Regions from separate parts of the Mus musculus genome. Here region 2 is linked to region 1. The links are chromatin contacts, called in public HiChIP or PLAC-seq maps. All regions are on one chromosome and are shown on one strand. Each heading gives the region's core, a stretch centred on a gene start, on an enhancer-like site or on the middle of the called end of the contact. The rest is flanking DNA. Distances are from core to core; before and after follow the strand shown.

Region 1 (6,687 bases), core at 1,262-3,761:
CAGAAGGCACTGACCTCTGTTCTGTGCTCTATTTTGAACAGTGCCTGGCATTAGTTGCACTCAGTAGTGCTGTTGGACAGATGTGTGACGTGTGTGTGTGTGTGAGTGCATGAGCAGGCGCCTTTCTGAAATGGTACATAAAATGTTGCTCCCCCTTCTTTCTCTTAATTAGGTTTCTCCGTCTGAGAACTCATTTCTCACATTTCACAAGTCCTCCACCACGCAGGTTGGAGGGCTGTATGTGGTGGGCCTGGGAGGTGGTGTGACTTTTCACACTGACAAGCTGGTGGTTTCCTTTGCCTACAGGTCGAGCTCAAGAGGAAGGAACCTTTTGCAGCTAATATCGTGAAATATTGAGTTCATAGATTTCAGGCCCCATTTAATTCAAGGGTGGGGTGGTGGTGATGGAGATGAGAGTGTGATGATAGTCCTAATTATTTACTATGTGAGTTAGTTCCCAGAGAAGAGGAGACGGCAAGTGTTGGAGTCAAAGCCCAGGCTCTCTTTGTCTGCCCATAACCCACCACAGATTCAAGCCACAGGCTCTGACAGAAATTAATCTTTTCCTGTGATCACTGTGGGAGGGTCTTCCTCTATTCTCCCATAGAGGGGCATTTTCCACCTTCCGAAACCACAGTTTTAGTAGGTGGGTTTCAGATTTCCCCTTCACCTCCTCTTAGCAGACGCCAGCTCTTTTGCTCTCACCACAAATCTATTTAAAATGTCTTCCATTCTGCTATACAGTGAACATTTTCTTAAATTGAAAAGCATTTGGAAAATGAACACACACACACACATACACACACACACACACACGTACACACACGTACACACACGTAAGAGACAAACTTGTACTCTCTCCAGCAACCAGTCTTAATAGTTTTGATGTATTTTCTTTCATTTGTTTCATACACATAGATTTATTTTAAATATACTTCATATTAACTGAAGGGCAGAGAAGAGAATTGGCTTCTCTCCCTCTTCCTCTCCTTTTTATTTATTTAGGAACAGTGTCTCATCTATCTCACCAGCCCACTCCCCCCCCCTCGGCTTGTTAACACAGGAGTCTTGAGTTTCTGACCTTTTTGCCAACACCTGTGGAGTGCAGCCATTACAGCCACACACGACGACACTCAGTTCACACCGTGCTTGGGCTGCTTGGGTTTCTTGCAAGGCATGTCTTTCAGTGCAGTGGTACTCATGGAGCGCATTCAGTTCTGCGTGTTACCTTTTCCACTTGTGATGCCATGACATTTTCTAGCTTTACACAAATGTATGACGTGTCCTTCCCTCCCTCCCTCCCTCCCTCCCTCCCTCCCTCTCTTCTTTCTTCCTTCCTTTCTTTCTTTCTTTTTTTTTAGACAGGGTTTCTCTGTGTAGTTCTGGCTGTCCTGGAACTCACTCTGTAGACCAGACTTGAACTCAGAAATCTGCCTGCCTCTGCCTCCCAAGTGCTGGGATTAAAGGTGTGTGCCACCACCACCTGGCTTTTTTTTTTTTTAAAGATAAGGTCTTATATAGTCTAGATGGACCTCAAATAATTCTAGATGGACCTAGATGGTCCTTCTGGCTAAGATTATAAGCAAGTTCTACCATAAATTAATTTTAATTTTCACAAAAAGTAAATGCATAAAACCAACAATTAATAATAATAATAATAATAATAATATTGACAGCGTCTTCCTATACAGTCCATGCTGACCTCAAATTTGTGGCTCGCCTTTCAGTGCTGGGATTATAGGCATAGATCCCCCACACCTGACTATAGAACCTGTGTTTAAAAAATTTAGCTTAATTACATTATTTTATGTGTATAGACATTTTATTGGTATGTATATGTATGTACCGTGTACATGCCTGGTGCCCATGGAAACCAAAGGAGGGCACCAGATGCCCTGGAACTGGAGTTACAGATGGTTGTGAGCCACCTCCTCAGTGCTGGGGATTAAGCCTGAGTCCTTTGGAAAACCAGCCAGTCCTTTTAACTGCTGAGCTGCCTCTCTGGCACTCTGCCCTGCATTCTTAAAGCCTGTGCTCTTAAAGCCTGCGCTCACGTAACCCTCATTTCCCACCTCACTTTTAGGCAGTCTCCAGAGTGTGTCTACTGCAAATAGCAACACAACACATGTTTTCTGTATGCGAATTCTGCAGTGCCTTTAAAATGATCAATACAGAGGACGTGGGTCATGGAGATAAAACTACAGACTAAACTACAGATAAAACTCACAACCACCTGGACCAATGTGAAGCCCTGGCTTCTTCCGGCCATACTGTAAATAGTTCTCTTCAGATGCTGCTCTGCGCCTTACCTCTCACCTTTGAGAGAATTTCAGGGAACCCTTCCTTAATACGTACTGATTTTATTTAAATAATATTTTATTTATTCATAAAAGTAAAGTAATAAACACAGTAATTAGCACACAGTGCTTAGTAGCATTCACAACTGTGCCTTGGACAGATGCCTAGGCAGCTCTGGGCAAAGCCTAGCTCAGCTCTTTGTGGTTATGACAGAGTTGCCACGTGTTGGGGAATACATCCTATTTTTAGCTTTCACTTCCCCTCCCATCAGCTCAAGACAGCATCTTGGCTTCTTCTCTTTTAAACATAGATTTGTCTCCTTGATTTCATATCCCTCAACCCTGGAACCTTAGTTCCCTTTCAGCATTCTCATGAAGACATGTAGTTCTTGTTCTGGGAGCACATCAAATACACACACACACACACACACACACACACACACACACACACACACACACACACACACCCTTACTCTACCTGTTCCCATGTCTCTTCCATGACACTAGAAAAAGAAAATAAGATTTTTTGGGGGAGGATATATGTCTGTTTTACCTAGAAGACTAACCTAGTAGAGGTTCTCAATAAAGACTCATTGGGAACAAACAAACAAACAAACAAACACAACTGTAAAGGTTTTCAAGCCATCAAACCCCAGACTCTATCTGTGATGCTAGGTCTTAGACTAGATCAAAAATTTGTATGCAGGCTATTTCTCTATTTTTAAAGATGGACTCCTCTGTAGGCTCAGGGCGTACACGGTTCCCTTGGAGCATGTAGGTATAGTTGAAGTCCAGATGAGGGGTCCTTGTCCTCCATCATCTGCTTTAAAGGACCTCAAATGGTACCAGACAAACATAGGTGTATGTTTGGATTTTCTGTCCTTGTGCATTTTGGCCATTGGTACCTACATACCCTTCTGGGACTCCGTAGTTAGTATTTCTGTGGCGCCCTATAAAGTGGTTCATGAGATATCAAGCAAGAGTGAGTGTATTGCAACAATCCATGAAAGTGTAACACAGCACCTGGCTCATAGCTGCTGGTTCCATTAATAAATTAATAGACTTATTTGGAGCAATTTCAGGCATCTCCCAGTCATTTTCTCTGGGCTAACTGACAGATTCAGTCACACTGGCAGAAAGGAATACAGATTCTGGGTTTGAGGAGAGTTCTCAGCAATTGGACGATGAACCTCAGAGTCCAAAGAGGCTGAGAATAGCTTATTCTGGAAGGAAGTGGTATCAGCTACCACACTGCCAAAATCCTGGCAGGAGCAACTTACAGGGGAAGGGCCTGCTTTCGATTTTGAGTTCTAGAGGTTATAATCCATTGTCATCAGAGGCATGGCGGCTTTAGGGGCTTGGCCTGTGTTGGAGGGAGTTTGCAATGTCTGCTTCTTCATAACATGGTGGACAGGATTCTGCCTGAGGTGGAGCAGAAGGCTTGCCCAGAGCCAGGAGTGACTGTCACTTTCTAGGCCTGCCTCCTGGAGACTCACCGTCTGCAGACAGACTCTATCTTCTATAGGGTCTACAGCACCCTTAAATAACACCAAGTGTTGAACCACACAAGCCCGCAACCTTGAATCTTTTCGACTCAATCCATAACACTCCCGTCTTGGCTCACAGGTCTTGGCTCAATATGCCTACGGTCATCACACAATGCAAAACACATTCCATCTAACTTCAAGAGTCCCTAGCCATAACAGTTCAATGTCCAATGTCTTTTATGAGATGTAAGGCAAAGTCCTAGTTGTGAGCTCTTAAAAAATAGAAAACTCACATACTTTCAATGCACAATGGCAGAGGAAACATTCACATTCCAAAAGGGAGGGATGGGGCGTGGCAAAGAAAGAGCCAAAGATAGGAGAAAACTCAGCAGAGAGGTATAAGCCTTGAAGCTCCGTATCTGGCATCTTGGGTACATGGTATCATCATGTATGTTCCAATGGGTTTGAGGAGGCCTGTTTCCATGACCTTCCAACCAAAACCACACGTGGCCTCTTTCTCGGGTGTTTTCAGTGCCTGAAAATTTTCTTAGTAGATGCTTTATGTTCTGGGCAGCTCCAGCATCCTTTATGTTTTAGGCAGCTCCAGCATCCTGGAGTCTAAACTGCAAGTTAGGCTTTGCCTTCATAGTTTTATGCAGGCTTACAAGGCAGGTCCATTCAGAAAGCCCAACCTCGATACACGTTGCCTGGTTTTCCTCCCCTGGAACCTTAGTGCAAGCTTCAGTGGCTCCCCAGAGTTTACATTCTGCACGTGTGGACATTGCTGAGTTCTGCTGTCACTCCAGGATGGAGCCATACCTGCTTGGGTCAGGGCTCCAGCAGCCTCTGAGAACCGTGAGAACCCAGAGAAACACTTCCACAGTCTGATGTGCGATGTGGGACACTCTGTGTTCAGGCATTCTTTCTTTTAAATGAAAGCTTTTTTGAATAGGGTTTTTGAAAGACAGGGTTTAGCTCTCAGTGTCCCCTTTCTCTTGTCCTAGGGCACAGTCTGGGCTCATCCCTTTAACCATTACAGTCGAAGCTGAAAAACCCATTTGAAAACCCTTCATGCTGTCTATCAACCTGCATGCTTTTCCCATCTTCCTGTTCCTTTTCTTTGTTTTGAGTTCTGCTGAGGTTTGGTCTGTTGCTATGTATTGTAATACTTGTCACTGGTCCCCAAGGTCTGGTTGCCCTCTGGGACTAGAGAATCCTCACCTACACAAAGTGATACCATGTTTCCCTGCTCCTTAATTTAAAACTACTGGGTGAATAAAGATGTCGGCAGCCTATAGCAGGGCAGAAGAGAGGGAGGTGAGGTTTTGGTTCCCAGGCTTGGGATCTGAGGCAGGAGGTTCATGAGGAGAGACGGTGGAGAGAGAAGACACCATTGTGTTGGGGAATCATGAAAATATGGCCATAAGGGCTGGGCCAATTGGAGTAAGAGCAGCCTAGATGGAACATGGCAAATTATATCTTGGGGTTATTGATAGGGAAGTAGGCAAAAATAGCTTAGAGGGTAGATATCTGCCCAGCTCTAGTCTATAAAGGCTTATAATAAATATAAAAGGTTATGTGTCTTTTATCTGGGAACTGAATGATTGAGATTATTTACATACAGCTATAAATGTGAATAAAAACAGCGAACATGGCTGTGCCACAGCCAAATGCTGTGCTTTGTCAAAAATTTCTTCATCAGACAAATTAGTCCACTGTCTATGAGCACAGCCTCATTCATCATTACCGGAGACAGGATGGGCATAGAGAGATTCTTAGTCAGAATGTCTGAATGGGCTGTATCCCAGTCCCCAAGAGTCATTGTACCCTGAAAGCCCTTGAGCCTGAACTTCTCTGTCTGGATGCAAACATGTGGGTCTGGCGGGGAGACATTTACATTCAGTCTTTGACAGAAGTTTTCATTTCTGCTCAGAATGGTGAGGTTTTGTTTGTTTTGCAGTTTTGTTTTGTTTTGTTTTTTTCTGGAGAGGACGGAGTGCTGTCATCTAGATAACATTTTCAAAGCTTAATGACCTTGGCACGAGTGGCTTTGCAGGCAGGGAGCTGGGACTCTTTACCTGCAGGCAGACATGGAGAAAAACACTGAACATGGGCAGAGTTCTGGATCCCTCACAGAAGACTGTTTTGGGATAATCCACCCGCCCACACAAGATATCAGCTGGCTATGAAGGTGTGTGCCCCCCCTTCCCCCATCCTCAACTGTCAATTGCTCTGCAGAGTGGTGCCAGACTGGCAGGATATGTAAATGTTTGCAGCTTCTTCACCTGCCCCCAAAGAGAGGCAAGCTGCTGTCAGGAGAGCGGAATATCTCCGACTATGCTAATAGCATTGTTGCTCTAGATACAAGCTGAGGAATAAAGAGCTGGAGGCTGGAGCTGGGGCAGAGGGATGGGAGCAGATCAGGAACAGGTCAGGGAAGTAGAGCGAAGTGAGAAAGAGAGAGTCACATGGAAGGTGGGTTGATCTGATGGGCTAACTGAGGAACTGCCCCAGCAAACAGGCTAACAGCCTTATACTATGCAGATGTATTTATTATTAAACCCCAAGTGGGACCCCAAAAGCCCACCCTGTCACCTGTGATAACCGTTTCATCCCAGACACTCTTTCTAAAGGTGCCCAACCCATAGCTCCTCCATGCAAGGGCCTCCTGTTTACTTTTACCTTAGAGAGATTATTCTCCAAGTGAAATGTTTTTTGTTTTTTGTTTTTTTATCTTTCTCCATCCTTAGCAAACCATGCAGTCTTAGAGTTAATTCACAAGTGTGCCACTAAGGAAATCATCTCCAGCATCATTATCGTTTTGATTGTTTTGGAGAGGAAAGGAAAACAGAGAAGAAGGCATTGTTCCTGCGGAGCACAAGCTGTGGACATCTCACCACATC
Region 2 (6,687 bases), core at 1,055-3,554, 680 kb after region 1:
CTTTGACGTTGATCTGGCCCTCCTTTGCCGCATGTGCGTGTGTTTGAGCATTGCCCCGCTGGGTGTGTGCGCAACACCTTTCTGTGTGAAGCCCCTTGGTTTCAGTGGGGAGCCATGTGCCTGCATGTGGTGAGCCTCGTGCCTGGCGTTTACTCCCCTCCCCCAACTTTCCAAGTTACATAAGCATCTTAGGAGTGAGACAGTCCTGGACTTTGGGCTCCCTCTGCTGGCCACTGCTGGACTGCACAGTTTTGGGAGGGGTGTGTAAACGTTCTCCTAGCCCAGCCCCTAACCCCTGTGTACTGGCACGGGAGTCCCTTTGTCCCAAGCTACAAGGTAATCTCCTGGAAGAGAGCTCCTCCTACTCCATCCCATATGCTTATACCGAGTGCTGACTGTTAACTTGTTTATTCAAAACACGCAGGATATCCCTGAGAGTTGGGGACCTTGAAAGCCTTGCTGACTAGGGCACTACTAAAATCCAGTACAAGGTCTGGCCCGCTCAGTACCCTGCAACATGAATGAGTTTTCGCCCTTAACAGAGTGAACAGTGGAGTACAAGAAAAGATGGGAACCGTCAGACTTGAGGTTTTGTGGATTTGTTTTGTTTTGCTCTTTTGTTTGTTTTGAGACAGGATATATGTGGTTTTGGCTGGCCTGGAAGTCACAGAGATCCATCTGCCTCTGCCTCCTGCGTGCTAGGGTGTGCACACCAGACCTGAGCTTTAAAGTAACACTTTAGTTACCTTAAAATCTGTGTGGCCTTGGGCAAGACACATAACTATTTTAAAAGGCCAGGTCTCTCTTGTGTTAAATGACTTTGCTTGTAAAATAACCTGTAAAGTTTAGAAAGGATATCTTCAGGTGGTGGCGGTGTTATTGTGAAACCATCCCATAAATGGCTATGATGATGATAATCATGATGTTGTGATGGTGATGGTGATGATGATGATGATGACCGACTTTCAAACCGGTACCAGAAAGTCATTCAATCCACTCAACCTCCAGCTAAAGGGAGAATGCTTTCTCCCAAAGTCTCCCGGTAGCTTGCAGTTTTCACATGGCTCAACATGGCTTCTAGAGAAACAGTGTGAAGAAACCAGGCTTGGGATATATCCAGGTGACAAGGAGCAGGTCCCTTAGCCTCTTGCTAGGCAGTCTTGGGCGACCAGGGTTGGAGTTCTGACTTCCCTATAGATTCCCTATCAGTGTTTCTCTGTGGTTGCTGAATGTGGCTTCCACTGGCAGCCCCACGAATACGACTTCTGAGAAGAGGAAGTCACCGCTGGCCCGGATCTCTTTTCCTGTCTGTGCCTCAGTTTTCTCAATAGGAAGCAGTAAGCGAGGGAGCAGGGGTGAAGGGGACAAGTAGGGAATGGAGGTGAAGATCTAGACGTGTTCTAGGCCACTTCCCCCTAATGGGCACTTCCGCGCCCTGGTTTTGCAGGCTGAGCCGCCCCTTCTTCCCATCCTGGCCCCACCCTACTCTCCGCCTTTTTCACAGTTGGAGACATGGCTTTGGGAAGAGGTTTCTCTTCCTTTTTCCTACCTCCAGGCTAGCTCCACCTTCCCCAGCAAAGAGGTGTGTTACGTCCTCTCGTTGGAGACTCCAATTGGTAGAAAGCAGTTTAACGCAAAAACAAAACACCCCCATAGTTACCGTGTGCATGAAACGTATGTGCATGATCTCAGCTAATAATCGCCGTAACTCCTCGAGTGTTTACAATCTCTGTTCCGTACGTGGCGGGGGGGGGGGGGGAAGTGAGCTTGAAAGCATTGAGCTGAACAAGGATCTTCCAGCTAGGAAGTCTGGACCGCTAACCCACTTCCCTTTCGCTTTGCATTCTGACCGGGTATTAGAACAGATTTCCAGCGATCTTCCAGGACTCTGAAGCCCCTTTGGGTCCGCTTCACGTCCAGGAAACCGTGGGTCAGGCCATGCCTACATAAATCAGCAGGGTTTGCTGCCAAGACTCAGTGGCCCACATCACCCAATTGGATTCTGAGTGCGTAACCACAGTCACCCCATCATGCATCCCCAGAGGCCCTGCAAGCACCCCATTCTCCCTGGAAGGCTGGCAGGTGCAGGGCGGGGTGCCCTCTGAGCGAGGAAATGGGGGTAGAGGAGCCCAGGTGCCGCCAGTTCGCCCAGCCTGAGGCCAGAGGCGGAGCCACCATCAGGGTCGAAGTCTGGCCCAGGCGACGGCCTGGGGCGGGGCGAGGCGGGGGCGGGGCCGGGCAGCGGGGCGCGGCTGGGACTGGTCTCCCGAGCTGCGGAGGGCGGGAAGAGCGGCGGGAGGAGGGGAAGAAGGGTGGAGGGCGGGGAGTTGGCGGCTCCCGCTCGGCTGGGCTCTGCGCACCCACGCTTCACTGCTCCGCTTTCTGCCCCCCACCTGGGCATGCGCCCCCCGCGGCCCTGGCCCCCCAGAGCCCACGCCGCCCCCAGGAGTCTCCTCAGAGCCGCCTACGCAGAATGGGCGTCCCTAGCCCCACGCCGCTGAGTTCGCTCCTGCTGCTGCTGCTAATACTTGGTAAGCCAGGTGGTGGTCGCCGCGTCCCTGTCCCGGCCGGGTAGGTGCCTAACACCGTGCAGCCCACCAGCCCACCTTCCTAGCATTTCAGAGCTGGTTGCATCCCTACTTCTCCAACAGACGTGCCTCCACTGTCTCTGGGCTCGGCGTCTCGCTTCCTTTTGCGCCTGTCTGCCCAATCAGTTATGGGGAGGGTGGTGGTGTCCTCGCTCTAGGTTCCTAGCTGGGGCATATGGGCGACCTACTGAGGTATCCCCTGAGACACCATCGGGCCTCCGGAGGCAGGCACCACTTCTCATCGGTTACACCCAGCGTCTGGGGTCGTTGCTACCAAATACCGTGACAACCTTCTGCCCCACTCTCGGCTCAAGGCCTGGTTTTGGGTGTTTGCTCTGCGTGGGCAGTGCCTGGCGGTCTTCATAATTGCCTAGAGTTGGCTGGAGGCCCAGGGGCTGATTCTGACCACGATCTCTGAAAAAAGTCTCCCCAACACCCCCACCTCCCAATATAACATGTCACCATCTGAGGCTTCTTCCCTCACGTGTCTCCACCCTGGGCCAGTTCCCTCTTTGCCCTTCTTCCACGCTCCCAGATATTTGCCTGGTTGTCAGACTCAGTTGGTCCCAACATCCCTGCCTCAGGAGAAACCAGGCTCCATGGAAACTGAACCTGGGATCTCTAAGCACCCAGTGTCTGTCCTGGTGGGTGTTTATGATGGTGTGTTTTCTGGGCCAACCTTGCGTCATGTCTGGTGTGTGTGTGTGAGTGTGAGTGTGTGTGTGTTGAGGCCTGTGGAGGTTGCTAACATTACCATGTTTGGGGTCTGACTTGGAGGGCTCCCTGTAGGAGGTGTTCTGGGAAAGATATGGCATGGAGCAGTTGCCAGGAGACTGAAGCCCTTGAAAGGAACGTGTGTGTGTGTGTGTGTGTGTGTGTGTGTGTGTGTGTGTGTTATGCATATGGAGAAGATACTATAGTGGGGCACCCCAACCTCCTTCTCTGGTTTATACCAGAACTGCGCAGTGTTGTACAGAATGGTTCCTTGGGCTTCTTGGGGCCAGGATGAAAACTCCTTTGGGAACAAGGCGGGAGGCAGAGTGATGTAGGGAGTTGAAGGAGCTGTGGGGCTTGGTTGCCTAGCGATTGCTTCTTTTCCTTTGGGCTTAACCCGAGCAGGGATGAGCCCAGGGGTGGTTGGGAGGAGTGAGTGTTATTCAGGGGCGGGAGAGGAGCTGAATGTCATCTTAGCCCACTGCAGCCAGCACTGGCATTCACTTCACAGATGATGTGAAATACCACTGTGTATCCAGTGAGGGTGGGGGGTGGATTTGAACTCAGAACTGACTCCAAAGCAGACCTTTGGCTGTTAGAAAGGAGGCAGCCCAGCCATTGAGAACCTTGTAGCAGCCTATGTTCTGAGGCTGTGGGGACAACTTTCCCATGGGGATCTCCAAGCATCAGCTTGTGTGGAGCCAGGAAGGTGGGAGGGGACCTTCTCAGCAGAGTTTACCCATGGGCAGCCAGGATGGTGTCAGCTTGGCTGCCTTAACCATCCTCCTGATTATGAAATGTGCCTGGAGCGATATGTGCCTGAGTCACACACATATACTCACGGGTTCAACATCAGAACTGGGAGCTCTTAGTGCTGAGAGATAGAAACTGAGACCCAGGAGAGGAAAGGGTTGGTCCCATGTTGGCTTTCTGACTCTAGCCTCTGCTTCAGGCGGTGGTCATGTGTTCTCTGCGTGACGTAGCCAGAAGAAGGAAAGGAGCGAGAACTGTAGAGCAGGCTCTCAGGCTCTTGGGTGGTTTCCTCCAGGGCCAGTAGCAAGCTGTGGACTTACCCCTGGAAATCCGGGAAATTACAGTTTTGTAAACCAGGGCTCTCCTTGGAAGCATCTCCGCCTTCTTGGTTTTGTCCCTCTTCAGGGGTGTGTAGAGGCCCTCCAGAGAGGGCAGGGACTTGGCCACAATGTCACATTTCACTTTACTTTTCTCATCTAGAAGAGAGATGGTTCTCACGGCCAGGCCTTCCGTGTTGGCTGGGAGAGAGCTCTAGACTCACATCTGTGGTTAGAACCTAGTGGCAGTGCTCCCTAGAGGTGCTCTCTGGGAGTTTCTTCATTTCTCTCATCTGAGGAATGATTGACAGCCCTTCTTGCATTCTAGGGTTCTGCGGTCTTACCTAGAAGTAGTGGAGAGGAGAAAGAAGCTGGACAGTCCAAGGTTTTGGAACCGGCTGTCTGTTGGAACAGGGGGTGGGGTAAAATGGGTGGAGGGAGGGAGAGAGAGAGAAGGGGGAAGGGGGAAGGGGCAGCAGGTGTTTGGGGTCTCCTTATTGAAAGGAGGTCTATGCAAATGCTGCGCAGATAGGCAAATCATATGTAAATGAAAGCTTTTGTTTGGGGGGCTGTGCATAGTGCATCATCTGGGTTAGCCAGAAGGTTGACAGATTCTGGGGGCGGGGAAGGGATCTTCTGCCCCAGGCCTGGGCAGAGCCTGGTTCTTGCCCCAGAAGCCACAGCTGCCTGTGTAGCCTTGTGGGCTGGGAGAAGCAGTGAGCTCATGGCACAGCTGTAGTGGGGAGGGTATTGTGTAGTGAGGACTGACTAGGTCCGTGCCCTGTCCAGCATGGTGCCCCATCCAGTGCAGTACCCCAGCCAGCCTGGGCCACTGGCTCCATTGTCTAGCCCAGGTGACAGAGCTAAGCCAAGCAGCCTTTCTGTAAGATGTTGTCAGCTCCCCTCCAGCAAAAGGCTCAGAATCCCTTAGCTAGAAGTTCTTTCTGAGCCCGGAGAGACGCCACACATGGCAGGGTAGGAGCGATAAAGATCCAGCCACGAGCTGGAGAGTTGGGAATCAGGCATGCTTCTTTTATTTGTTATTTCCAATTGCATGTGTATGAGGGTCCACATGTATGCATGGGTGCAGGTGCGTATATGTGAGTGTCTGTGTAAAGGTCAGAGGTCAACCTCAGGGGTCATGGCTCAGGAACCGTCCACTGCATTTATTCATGTGCGTGTGCGTGTGCGTGTGTGTGTGTGTGTGTGTGTGTGTGTGTGTGTGTGTGAGAGAGAGAGAGAGAGAGAGAGAGGAGACAACTTTCAGGATTCAGTTCCTTCCTTCCCTTGAGGGGCTCAAACCCAGGTTGTCAGGCTTATGTGGCTACTCACCAGCCACCGTGCCAAGCTTTTTCCATAGTTGCCGGGAATTGAACTCAGGTCCTGATGCTTGCATGGAAAGCATTTTACTTACCGGGCTGTCTATACCCCAGACTCCGGATGGACTCCTCTGTTCATGTAGGTGCTCTGCCTCTAGTTAGCTAGAGTATTCCTCTGTTCAGGTGGATCTGAACCTACGTGATGTGCTGGGATGCTGGTGTCTCGTGTCCCATCTTGTGTTCCCATCTGTGTCTTCGCCCAGCTATGTTCTAACCATCCCTAGGTTTCCCTTTCCTTCACAGGCAGCAGTCAAGAATGGTGCTGATGATACTGGCCATCAAGTGGGGACTCGTTCTCTCTAAAAAGATTCCAGTTCTTTCTGCTTTTACCCCACAGGAACCAGGTGCTACGCCCGGCAGGTGCATGTCCCCAGGGGACCTCTTTACCGGGTGGCTGGCACCGCTGTCTCTATCTCCTGCAACGTGAGTGACTATGAGGGCCCTGCCCAGCAAGACTTCGAGTGGTTCATGTACAGACCAGAGGCCCCAGCTACGTCCCTGGGCATTGTCAGCACCAAGGATAGCCAGTTCTCCTATGCTGTCTTTGGGCCTCGTGTGGCATCTGGTGACCTGCAGGTGCAGCGCCTGAAGGGAGATTCGGTGGTGCTCAAGATTGCTCGCCTGCAGGCCCAGGACTCTGGCTTTTATGAGTGCTACACCCCCTCCACAGATACGCAGTACCTGGGCAACTACAGTGCCAAGGTGGAGCTGAGAGGTACTGAGCTCTGAGCTAGGTGGTGAGAGAGCCTCACAAGCACTGGGGTTATAGGTATAAGCCAGCACGCTCAGATCTATTTTTGCTTCGTCTTCCTCCTTCTCTGTCATCTTCTTCCTTCTCCTCTTCTCCCCCCACCCCCATCTTCTCAGTACTGGAAATTGAACCTACAGCGTGGAACATACCAAGGGAGCACTCTACTAAGCTATATTCCCTGTGTT

Evidence for each region. HiChIP or PLAC-seq counts read pairs in DNA pulled down with a chosen protein or histone mark.
Region 2: an H3K27ac HiChIP or PLAC-seq map of microglia shows a contact between it and region 1, with 4 times the contacts expected there. The contact joins the promoter of Igsf8 here to the enhancer-like site in region 1. A contact is called at or near these places in 1 of 39 promoter capture datasets (pre-B cells) and 4 of 115 datasets of contacts at active chromatin or transcription factors (the 230-238 cell line, memory CD8 T cells and microglia).

What each region holds. Positions count from the first base shown.
Region 1 is chr1:171,629,135-171,635,821 of GRCm38.p6, forward strand. It overlaps Slamf7 (SLAM family member 7), which reads right to left. Exons shown (of 8, transcript NM_144539.5): 8 at 3,269-5,862. The coding sequence ends at 5,791. Among named protein-coding and RNA genes, the nearest start is that of Mir7683, 9.4 kb to the right of the region's middle. Within about 2 kb of position 2,512, at least 83 of the 459 cell types and tissues checked have an H3K27ac peak or open chromatin away from gene starts, as enhancers often do. A contact at or near this core is called in the 230-238 cell line, memory CD8 T cells and microglia, where this site is marked.
Region 2 is chr1:172,310,063-172,316,749 of GRCm38.p6, forward strand. It overlaps Igsf8 (immunoglobulin superfamily, member 8), which reads left to right and starts at 2,305. Exons shown (of 7, transcript NM_080419.2): 1 at 2,305-2,531; 2 at 6,089-6,466. The coding sequence starts at 2,474.